Regions from separate parts of the Danio rerio genome. Here region 2 is linked to region 1. The links are chromatin contacts, called in public Micro-C maps. All regions are on one chromosome and are shown on one strand. The core of a region is the stretch at or near the end of the contact, and the rest is flanking DNA. Distances in the headings are between cores, read along the strand shown. Region 1 holds the start of thoc6 (THO complex 6). Region 2 holds the start of tbc1d10b (TBC1 domain family, member 10b).

Region 1 (5,184 bases), core at 705-3,204:
AAAAAAGCTCTTTTACATGTCATTGTAATCAAAAACTGTATTTAATTTTCATGGCATAATAATTGCTAAATGTTTTATCACAATAACAAATGACAATAACAAGTGTAAATGTAGACGATCTTATGTTGTCCTCTTAATAATTTATTAACCCCACTAGAATCTGTCTGAGCAATTTCTGAGCCCATCTTTCACTCTATTTATTTACTTATGTAGATACTAGGGATGCTCCGATCAGGATTTGTCGCTAATACAGAGTAACAATTCCTTGTCATGGCGATCAGCCGATACCGAATACCGATTCTAAATTCTTCAAGCTTTATAATACATTAAGCACATTTACCCTAGTATAAAACTTAAGAGAAGATCTTCCCCTTAAATACGTCTCTTATAACCATTTACTATAACCATATTACTTATAAACATTATATATATATATATATATATATATATATATATATATATATATATATATATATATATATATCAAATATTTATTTATTATTTTTATTATTTTACCATTTACCTACGTACTATTACTGTATGTGTGAACATGTCTTGGCCAGAAGCAGCTTTACAGAAAATAATTAATTCACTCATTTTACTTCGGCTTAGCCCCATATTCATCTGGGGTCACCACAGAGGAATGAACCACCACAGAAAATAATAAATTATTTACCTCCTCATTTGTTGTGGCTACTGTAGGCTAAGTATAATATACGAGAGCGCACATGTGTCTAACTCTGCTTGTAAATTCATTAATGAACACCAGTGATCGGGCTCATGAAATCAGAGAGTACAGATGGAGTCATGAAATGTGATTATAGGCTGATACCGATTTTCGACCGATTAATCAGAGAATGCCTACATACTTAAGAAAATGTGCCAACAATAACAACAATAACTCTGCATATTCTACACTGAAATATACTGTATTAATAAATACTCCTCATGTCACATGTTTGTGCTGCAATATTGGATAGTGTAAATCATTCTCTATTAGCTAATGTTTATAAGTTAAATACACAACACATGTAAAGGGAAATATCAATAAAATGTGTCTGACCGGTAAAGTTAAGGATGGGCTTCTGACTCCTTTCTGATGCATCTGGGCTCAGTGCAGCTGAAAGACTGTAAAGACAAGACTAGTAAACAAAAACCATTTCAAGAGCCATTTAAAGAGATAGTTCATCCAAAAAGGAAAATTCTGTCAAAGTTATTATTATTATTATTATTATTAACTCTACCTCCACTCATTTCAAACCTGAGTTTCTTTTTTCTACTGAACACAAAATACGATATGCTTAATGGTAACCATTAACATCCTTAAAATATGTTTCCCTGCTATGGATGTCAGTGGCTACAAGCTTCAAAACATTTCCTTTTTAGTTCAACAGAATGGAGTAAATAAAATTCACTTTTTTGAGCAAACTATCTCTTCAATATAAACACAAAACAGTCTTAAATACATATAGATACGTCACGTATAGCTACTGGCACACATCTATTAACAAACATAACTGCAGCACTGACTATGAACTGCTCTTATAACAGACGGTTTACTGTGCCTGTATTTACCTGAACACTGCAATCTCTCCATAGTTGTTGCCCGCTGCGAGGTAGCGACCGCAGGGAGAGAAGCTCTGAGAGAAGACTGACATGTGCAGGAGCTGGACAAAGACAAACGCCTGTCACACACACTGCGAGTAATACCTCAAAAATCTACACATGTATGAATGAAACTGCATATAAAGTTGTATATGAGCTAATTGTGACAACTATTAATGCGCTGTTTTTAGTGATGTGATAATTTGAGCTAGATGAAAGATTGAATACGATTCCAGCTGTTTAATTTACCTCAACTGGACCCATCTTCGGGAGATTATTAAACGCTTAATGTAACTTAAAAATCCTCAGCTACTTTTTACACAAAGCCCTTTCGTGTGCTACTCATTCAAATGGCGTCGCGTAAATATGACGCGTAAATATGACGTTTCTCCGTAACCTACCGTCACAGACAGCGCCCGTCCTTAAAAAAAAGTTAGCATGGTTACAAAAAAATGAAATTAAAAAAAAATTTAAAAAGTTAGCATGGTTGCTTAACTAGTTTTCGCCATAGATTACTTCAGTTACTTCAAAAGGGTTAATAATTAGCATTAAATCTATAAAATTGTATTTAAGTTACAATTCAAATGTAACATGTCTAAGTTTTAACCCATGTAAACCTCAACGCTTACATAATGGAAATAACTATTTTAAATCTTTGAACTTGAGCCAAGCAGGCGTTTTTTTTTGTTTTGTTTTTTTTTATTGTCCATAACAATTCCTTACAAAGCAATAACAGCATGTTTCATACATGCCATATACTGACATTATAAATTCATACTCAATATAAGAGTTTCTTAAGCATGTGGCCATCTGTTAGTCATAACCTTGAGCAAGATATCCCTTAAATAAATTTTTCAGAGGAAAATAATTTTAATTGAAGTACCTAACACCCCAACAGTGGTTATTATGATGCTTTAACTAACATAACCACATTACCATAGCGACTACTACAGCCATATCACTCTGCAGCCCACCGGTTACTCAGTGAAGCTAAGCAGGGCTGCGCCTGGTTAGTACCTGAATGGGTGACCACTTGGGAAAACTACGTTGCTGTTGAAAGTGGTGTTAATGAAGCTCAAAATGTGGTCTGTGTGAGTCCTAATGCTCCAGTAAAGTGAAGGGGACACTCTACTCTCAGTGAGTGCTGTCTTTGGGATAAGACATCATGGGCACTTCTCGTAAAGAGTAGCTCACTAGTTATAGCTGGTGTGTAATGAGCGCACTGGCATCATTGTCCTGTGGCTGCTGTCGCATCATCTAAGTGAATGCTGTGCACTGGTGGTGGTGTGAACTCATAGTTGTGGGGCATACAAATAAATGCACTATAATAAAATACACATTATATTACAGCATTTTGGAAAAATCTGTGACTAAAATGAGATACTTCTGTGTGAAAGGCAATTTCATTGCTTTTAATTGTTGACTTTAAGCCCATGTACTAAGCATAGTTTAGAAATATGTGCCATTTTGTCAAATTCAAGACACTGGGCCTTTTCGTAATTAAATCAGTATTAACTGATTCATCATTTAATAAAGATTAGACTTGGACTGAATTGTGTTTTAGCAATTATTAATATATTTCCATTAATCCAATGTTAATGGAACATCTGAATTATAGGCTACAAGCAAATATAGTGCCATTAAAGGTTGGATAAAAATAAAGATGCACACAAAATACATACTTGTATATGTTCATGTAAGAAAACTTCATTAGATTATTCTTATCTGACCAATGAGAAAAAAATATTAAAGGTTTAATTATTAAAACGACAGCTTTCAGTTTAATAAAAACTGTTAAATAAAGATCATTCCCAATAACAAAACCACAGTTTCAGACATGGAAGATTCTACGGCCATTTTATTATTCATAGCTCTTCCTTTTCCACAAATAAACAAAAAGAAACAGAATCTGTCCACATATGCAGGAACAGTAAATCATCCATTCTGAACAGCAAATTACAGAAGTTCATCTACATTCAGAACAATGTAGCAGACAGAAAACCACTAGACGTGTGATTTGCGCATGTTTGTGTGTGTGTGTGTATACAAATAGAGTCCAGCATCTGTTGGCACAGAGCAATAGTTGACTAGCGCTTCAGTGTCTCAGCTGGCCTCTGCTTGAACATTAATTACAACATATTAAAAGTAAAAATAAATCCTCCCTTTTTGGGAGAGTTACAAAGAACCAGGCTTCGACAGATCTTCCTCTACAAATGGTGAGAGCACCACCATTAAAACTAGTCACATTTCTAGCCTCATCCATAGGATACAGAAGATCCAATCCAGTGAGGGTCAGGTAAGTGTCCAGAAAACAAAAATGTGAACAACGATTCACTCATTTCCTCCGTCGACTGTCTGGAGATCGGCTTCTCGACTTCCTGCTTGCGACGCTGATGGAAAACAGTGGTGAACATTAATATCAGCAGGCTGGAAATTAGGAGTGTGCAGTAAAATGAATGCTTTGTTTCAGAACTGACCGTCGAGAGGGTGGAGAATGTGCAGGTCTTCGCTGCCTCGCTGGAGGAGAGTAACTGAGTGACCGAGAGTCTCTGAGCGAGTCCGCTGGCACTCTTTTTGGCCGTGGAGGACTGCAGATTTCAAAGGAAATGGAGACAGCGGAGATTACAGCAGAGAAATGAAAGGCCATTTTATGTTGACAATTTATGCAGCAAATGTGTAATTTTAAAACTACCAGAGATCAGACAGATATTTGGATCCCCCAATGATGATGCTTTATCTAAATACTATCTTTTGTTGATGGCAGCTGATTTGTGTGCTCTAGAATAAAAATAGTAAATTCCCCAAATGTATGAGCCCAAACTGAAAAAAGCACACGTTTTTACTCCAAACGGACTTCAACATTTATTTCACCTAAATCCTTCTGTAAGATGACTTCTTAGTCATGTTTATTAGTCACACTGAATTAAAGAGAGCAGTTGAAGATGTCCTATAAAGAAAATATAGGTGTACCAAGGCATAGATGAATAATAATTCAGTACATGGAAATGGGCATACTGAGTCTCAAACACCACTGCATCAATCCAATTACGAAAGGGTTATATGAATTCATTAACTGTGGTTGATTGATGTTGTACAAAATACAATAATACATCCATGTCTGTTTATTTGATTAGATTTAATTATAAATGAATCTATATTCACAACCGTTTCAAATATGGTCAATTAGGACTTTCTGAGCAAGGACTATTTTATGGGGTAATAAATGAGCATATAAATCCACTTCTGGAGATTTGTTGAACACACCATCTTACCTAAGCCGCATACCTACTACTTATATATGAGAGAACAATTTATTGGATCAATTTATTAGATCAATTTATTAGATCAATGCAGTATAAGGCACTAAAATCTTTTATTTAAAAAGCACTGGGATTTTCCTGGTATTTGGAGTTTCAATGTGAGATTACCCTCTGATATTTGGAGATTTACAACAGTGTTTCCCTGACAAGATGTGCATTACAAGTACGCAAAGTTTCGACTTGCGCTCATCGACGTTCAGACTTGCCAAGTTCAGATTACCAAAAACCAACTCCAGAGGATGCGAGGACACAAGTCAGG
Region 2 (4,814 bases), core at 303-2,802, 130 kb before region 1:
TGATTCGCCAATCAACCTGCTTGACCATCTAAAAACCTGGCTCAGTCTACTTCTGTATTCAAGGGACAGACTTCAAACCATGCCATCAGAGCGAAAGATAGAATAGATGTAATAAAAGCAGCTGAATGATTAAAGCCAAGACGTCTTCAATACCATTCCAGAGTGATTTCATGAGGACTTTAAAGTAATATATTACTCATTCCGACAAGCAAAAGCTCTACATAGTTACTTTATAGCCAGTTCAATCAGCCAGTGAATTGTTAAAATGTTTGGACCAATTAAAAGCTCAAATCATTCCAGTTGATTTTGTGACTCGGTTCAACAAATCAGTTAAAAGATCCGACTCAAGTGGACAATACGTCCAGGAATCGGACAATGCCAGTTTGTGGGACTCCACCCATACACATGAACTGTGCTCGTTCCGGGTGACCAAGACTTTTATCCTATCCTAATATCCCCAGCGTGGACATGAAAGAGATGTAAACAAACGACACATGCAAACAGCCAATGTGGGGTTTTAAAAGGGCATGTGTGAAAACGTGAGAGCTGTCAACTGTTGTGATCGACCACATGTGAAGTAACTGGGCATTACACTGCTGAGTACCGGGGGTAACCTTAATTTATAAAAGTACAAGAGAACTAGATCACGCTCTTAAGCACAAGACTGAAGTCAAAAAACACCCTAGCAAGGTCAAAAAGTGAGCAGACACCACCTGAGACTTCTTAACCCACAGGAGACGCTGGATTTGTGACTGCCAAGTTTAACCTAAAGCTGTTAATCGTGCTGTCCGATCTGTCATGCAACAGCCCCTTAACAACACAAATGTGACTTTATTATACAGAGGATTAGCATTCAGTCCATGGTACATGTGGTGATTAGAAAACGGGGATGCTTGTAATTGTGATGTACACTTTTGGCAGGTGAAACTGGCCTGCTAACTCGCTAGCTCATGCCTACAGCACCCAGTGCGGTCGATGAGCTCAACTTCCCGCTTTACGGCAGAAGAAATGGTGTTGTTTAGTGTGTTCGTCGGTTACATCGCATCTGTCAATTCTGAGAGAAGATAACAGAGAGTGTGCAGACTCACCGCAGCTGAGGGATCTGTCCGTCCGACCCGGGGGGGCTCCTATTCGCTCCGGTTATCGTGACCCCCCCGCCGCCACCGATGAACGGATGTAAGAAGCGAGGGAGGCAGGCCGCTGGTAACGTTAAGCCTCTGGGACGATGAAGAACTTGGAATGATGAACCTAAAAGTGCGGTTATGGGTCTGTGTGTGGCGGGTGGTGTGTTGCTGAGCTAACGGCGTTAGCTAAACACTGCCGCTCTGCACTGGCTTCCCTCTCATCCACGCGCAAACAGATCCGTTTCACTGTTGGCATTGAGTTTTGCGGTGCGTTTTAAAAATGTCAAGGAACCTCCATAAAATATGACTTGGGCCGCATCACTGGAAAAGATAAACACGGCCCTACATCTCGCCGTGTCCGCATTTCCTACAACCAACTGAGTGACAGCGACGTGCGCGCACCCGACTCACAACGCGCAGTACGTCAGTGTCGACTGACGTACTGACGTCCAGTCGATCCAGCCATCGCTTTTGTATGGAGTTTAAAGTTCCCCTAAAATAAATTATATATTACATAAAATGAATATATGTATGACTATATGAATATTTACAATATTACTCATAATAATTACATGATTTAATTCGCATTTTAAATAAATAAACAGGCATTCTAACATTCTATGAAATGAATCGACTGTCACATATGTATGGAAGCCCAAAGCATACTGTTGTTGTTATTTACAGCATGCTTTGTATGAAGCCAGATGAGTCTCAGAAATAATACATCTGCAGAAATAAACCTCATAGGCTACATGCACTGCACAATTCACATAGACAAAATCCAATTCGTTAATTCAAACCACAACTTGTGAATTCACAATAGAAATCATAAATTTTTCTTCAATGAATTAGAGTTGTGCATGTATGAATTGTGTTTTGAATTTACAAATTGGATTTGTGTATTTACAAACTGTGTTTTTTAATTCATGATTTAAATTTTTTTAAAAGTGAATTATGAATTGTAAGCAGAGATGTATAAAGTACTAGAGACCCGTACTTAAGTAAAAGTACAAGTGCTCTATCAAAAAGTGACTTGAGTAGAAGTAGAAGTGCTCTTTAATCACCATACTTAAGTGGAAGTACAAAAGTATTCAACATTTTTAGTACTTAAGTATTGCAAGTAGTTTATTTCAAAATTTACTACTCAAGTACTGAAAGTAAAAGTACAAGTATTGTGTAATGTAGTTATTAAAGAAGGCAGTCAAAAGACATCATATTGTTTTGTTTATTTTAAATATCTTTGGGGCACTTGATTAAGCAGAATGAAAAGAAACATGGCTTATGATACTGTTTTTCTCTCTAAATAATTTCTATGGTACAAGAACTCACATCGTCAGGCTCTTTTACCAGAAAATCACTTCACTGATGAGATAATTCAGCATGTTCATTCATACTCTCTCTCTCTCTCTCTCTCTTTTACACACACATACACACACACACCTAAATGTACACTCTCACACATTCATACACTCTCACACACAGTTCTCTCTCTATCTCTCTCTCACACACACACGCACACACACACACACACACACACACACACATTTTTGTGAATTGTGGGGACATTACATAGGTTACAATTGTTTTTATACTCTACAAACTATACTTTTGAATGCTCTAACCCCAAATCCAATCTCTAAACCCAACCCTTACAGGAAATTATGTGTAGTTTTACTTTCTGAAAATAAAAAAATATTTAGTGTGATTGAATTTTATACATAATGTACACATAATTCACCATCTCCTCCTAACATCTGTGTAATACCGATGTTGTTATACATATACATGGGCACACACACACACAAACACGAAAATACACTCTTTTACACTCTCATACACTCTCTCTCTCTCTCACACACACACACAGACGCACACACAGGTACAATCACACTGTTTCTCTCGTACATGCATTATTCACTCACACACACTCACACTTTGGTAGTTTTGAAGTTTAATTGGTTAATACCACAATAAACAGGAGTTTTGTCTTCTGGAAGCAGTCGTGAAACTAAACTAAACAAGCAAACTAAATCCTGTTGCACTAATTCACTTGATTTTGATTTTATTGTAAAAAAAAAAGAAAAGAAAAACAGGAAAGCGTGTATAGTACTGTGTTAAAAGAAAATCTAAAATACTTTATGGCTTATGGCTATGGTTTAGTATAAATTTTTTTAATTTTGATTATGTTTTTAATTCAATTGGTCTGGCACTTCATATGTTCTGTAGTATATTTATTAATTCTGGTACTTTTACCATAAACCAACTTCTTAACCAGTTGGTAGAGGCTGATATTTTAGAAATTATGGGATGTGTTGAGAAAAAAATGCATTGACTGTGTTAAATAGCGACATTATGAGTTAAGAAATGCAATAAAAAAATCTATTGCTTTTGTCTTGGTGTGACAGTTATAGGGTTATTTTTAATACAATTTTGTTCTTTAATACAGCAGTCAGATATATGAACCCTACTCATAATTTGACCTGCTTAAAGAAAGCACTCTTTCTGAATGTATCAAACAAAACTCATGCACAGAAGACAGCATGAGCATTTACAGCTAATAAACTCATGTCAATATTATACCGCCTGCTTTTTGAGCGCTGACAGGCGAGGTCTTATGATGATTGGTTATTATCTTCATCTGCTCAACAGAAAGGGCTTTAGAAATTAAGCGCTGTTCACCCATGGCGGGAAGAATACGCGGTTATCACAGGTAATAGACAAAGTGGAGAAAACTTGAACATCAGACACGCTCGTGTCTGGATGGATCGACAGCTTTAACAGCCAAGAAAAGAGGGAAAGTTACCTTACAAACAGGCCAGCGGGTCAAATGTCCAAAGTGAGAAAGAGAGAGGCAGAGGTGAAGTTTTACAACATTTCTCCCTAATAGTAAATTAGCGGCTCGTGTGCCGCCTTCACTCGCGCCTCCGTCCTCCGCCATAGTATTGCGACATCGCGCATAGGAGATAAATGACGTCATCACGTAATCACCGGTTATGAACTGATATCGATCATTTTGACACCCCTAGTAACGAGTAACGATGCAGCACATAAAAAATCTATCGGAGTAAAAGTATTAAATTCATGGAAAATATGTACTTAAGTAAAAGTGGAAGTAGGAGAAAAAAATAATACTCCAGTAAAGTACAGATACTGCCTTTTAGTACTTAAGTACAGTAGTGAAGTAGTTCTACTTCGTTACTATACATCTCTGATTGTAAGTTTGTTATTTGTGAGACTGATCTCCATAGCTTTGCAGATCTTGGAGAGGACAGAATGTGTATTTAACAAATAATTTAGCAAGATACTGGGTCCTGGAAAGATTTCAGGTTTTTGAACATACAGTGCTTCCAGTCTTTAGGTTTAGGTTTTTGCCCCTGAAGTCTTCTCATCCAGGCTCGTAGCCAGGGAAAAGATCCACCCCTCACTGACAAGGGTCCACAATTTGTATTATTATTATTATTATTATTAATTCAATTCAATTCAGCTTTGTTTGTATAGTGCTTTTACAATGTAGATTGTGTCAAAGCAGCTTCACATAAATGGTCATAGTAACTGGATCAGGGTAGTTAAGTTTTTAATGTGTGCGTTCAGTTCAGTTTAGCTCAGTTCAGTGTGGTTTGAAATCATTACTGAGAGTCCAAACACTGAAGAGCAAGTTCATCGATTTGTAGCTTTTCAGATCCTGAACCA

What was found. A called contact is a pair of places that touch in the nucleus more often than the background predicts.
Region 2: a contact with region 1 is called in a Micro-C map of caudal fin, with 3 times the contacts expected there. The contact joins the promoter of tbc1d10b here to the promoter of thoc6 in region 1. A contact is called at or near these places in 2 of 18 Hi-C or Micro-C datasets (caudal fin and hematopoietic stem cells).

The regions. Positions count from the first base shown.
Region 1 is chr3:31,461,726-31,466,909 of GRCz12tu, reverse strand. thoc6 (THO complex 6) reads right to left here and starts at 1,954. Exons shown (of 13, transcript NM_001006095.1): 1 at 1,855-1,954; 2 at 1,576-1,667; 3 at 1,064-1,128. The coding sequence starts at 1,869. It overlaps srrm2 (serine/arginine repetitive matrix 2), which reads right to left. Exons shown (of 14, transcript NM_001030075.2): 13 at 4,083-4,193; 14 at 3,447-3,995. The coding sequence ends at 3,941.
Region 2 is chr3:31,593,812-31,598,625 of GRCz12tu, reverse strand. tbc1d10b (TBC1 domain family, member 10b) reads right to left here and starts at 1,552. Exons shown (of 10, transcript NM_001365256.1): 1 at 1,089-1,552.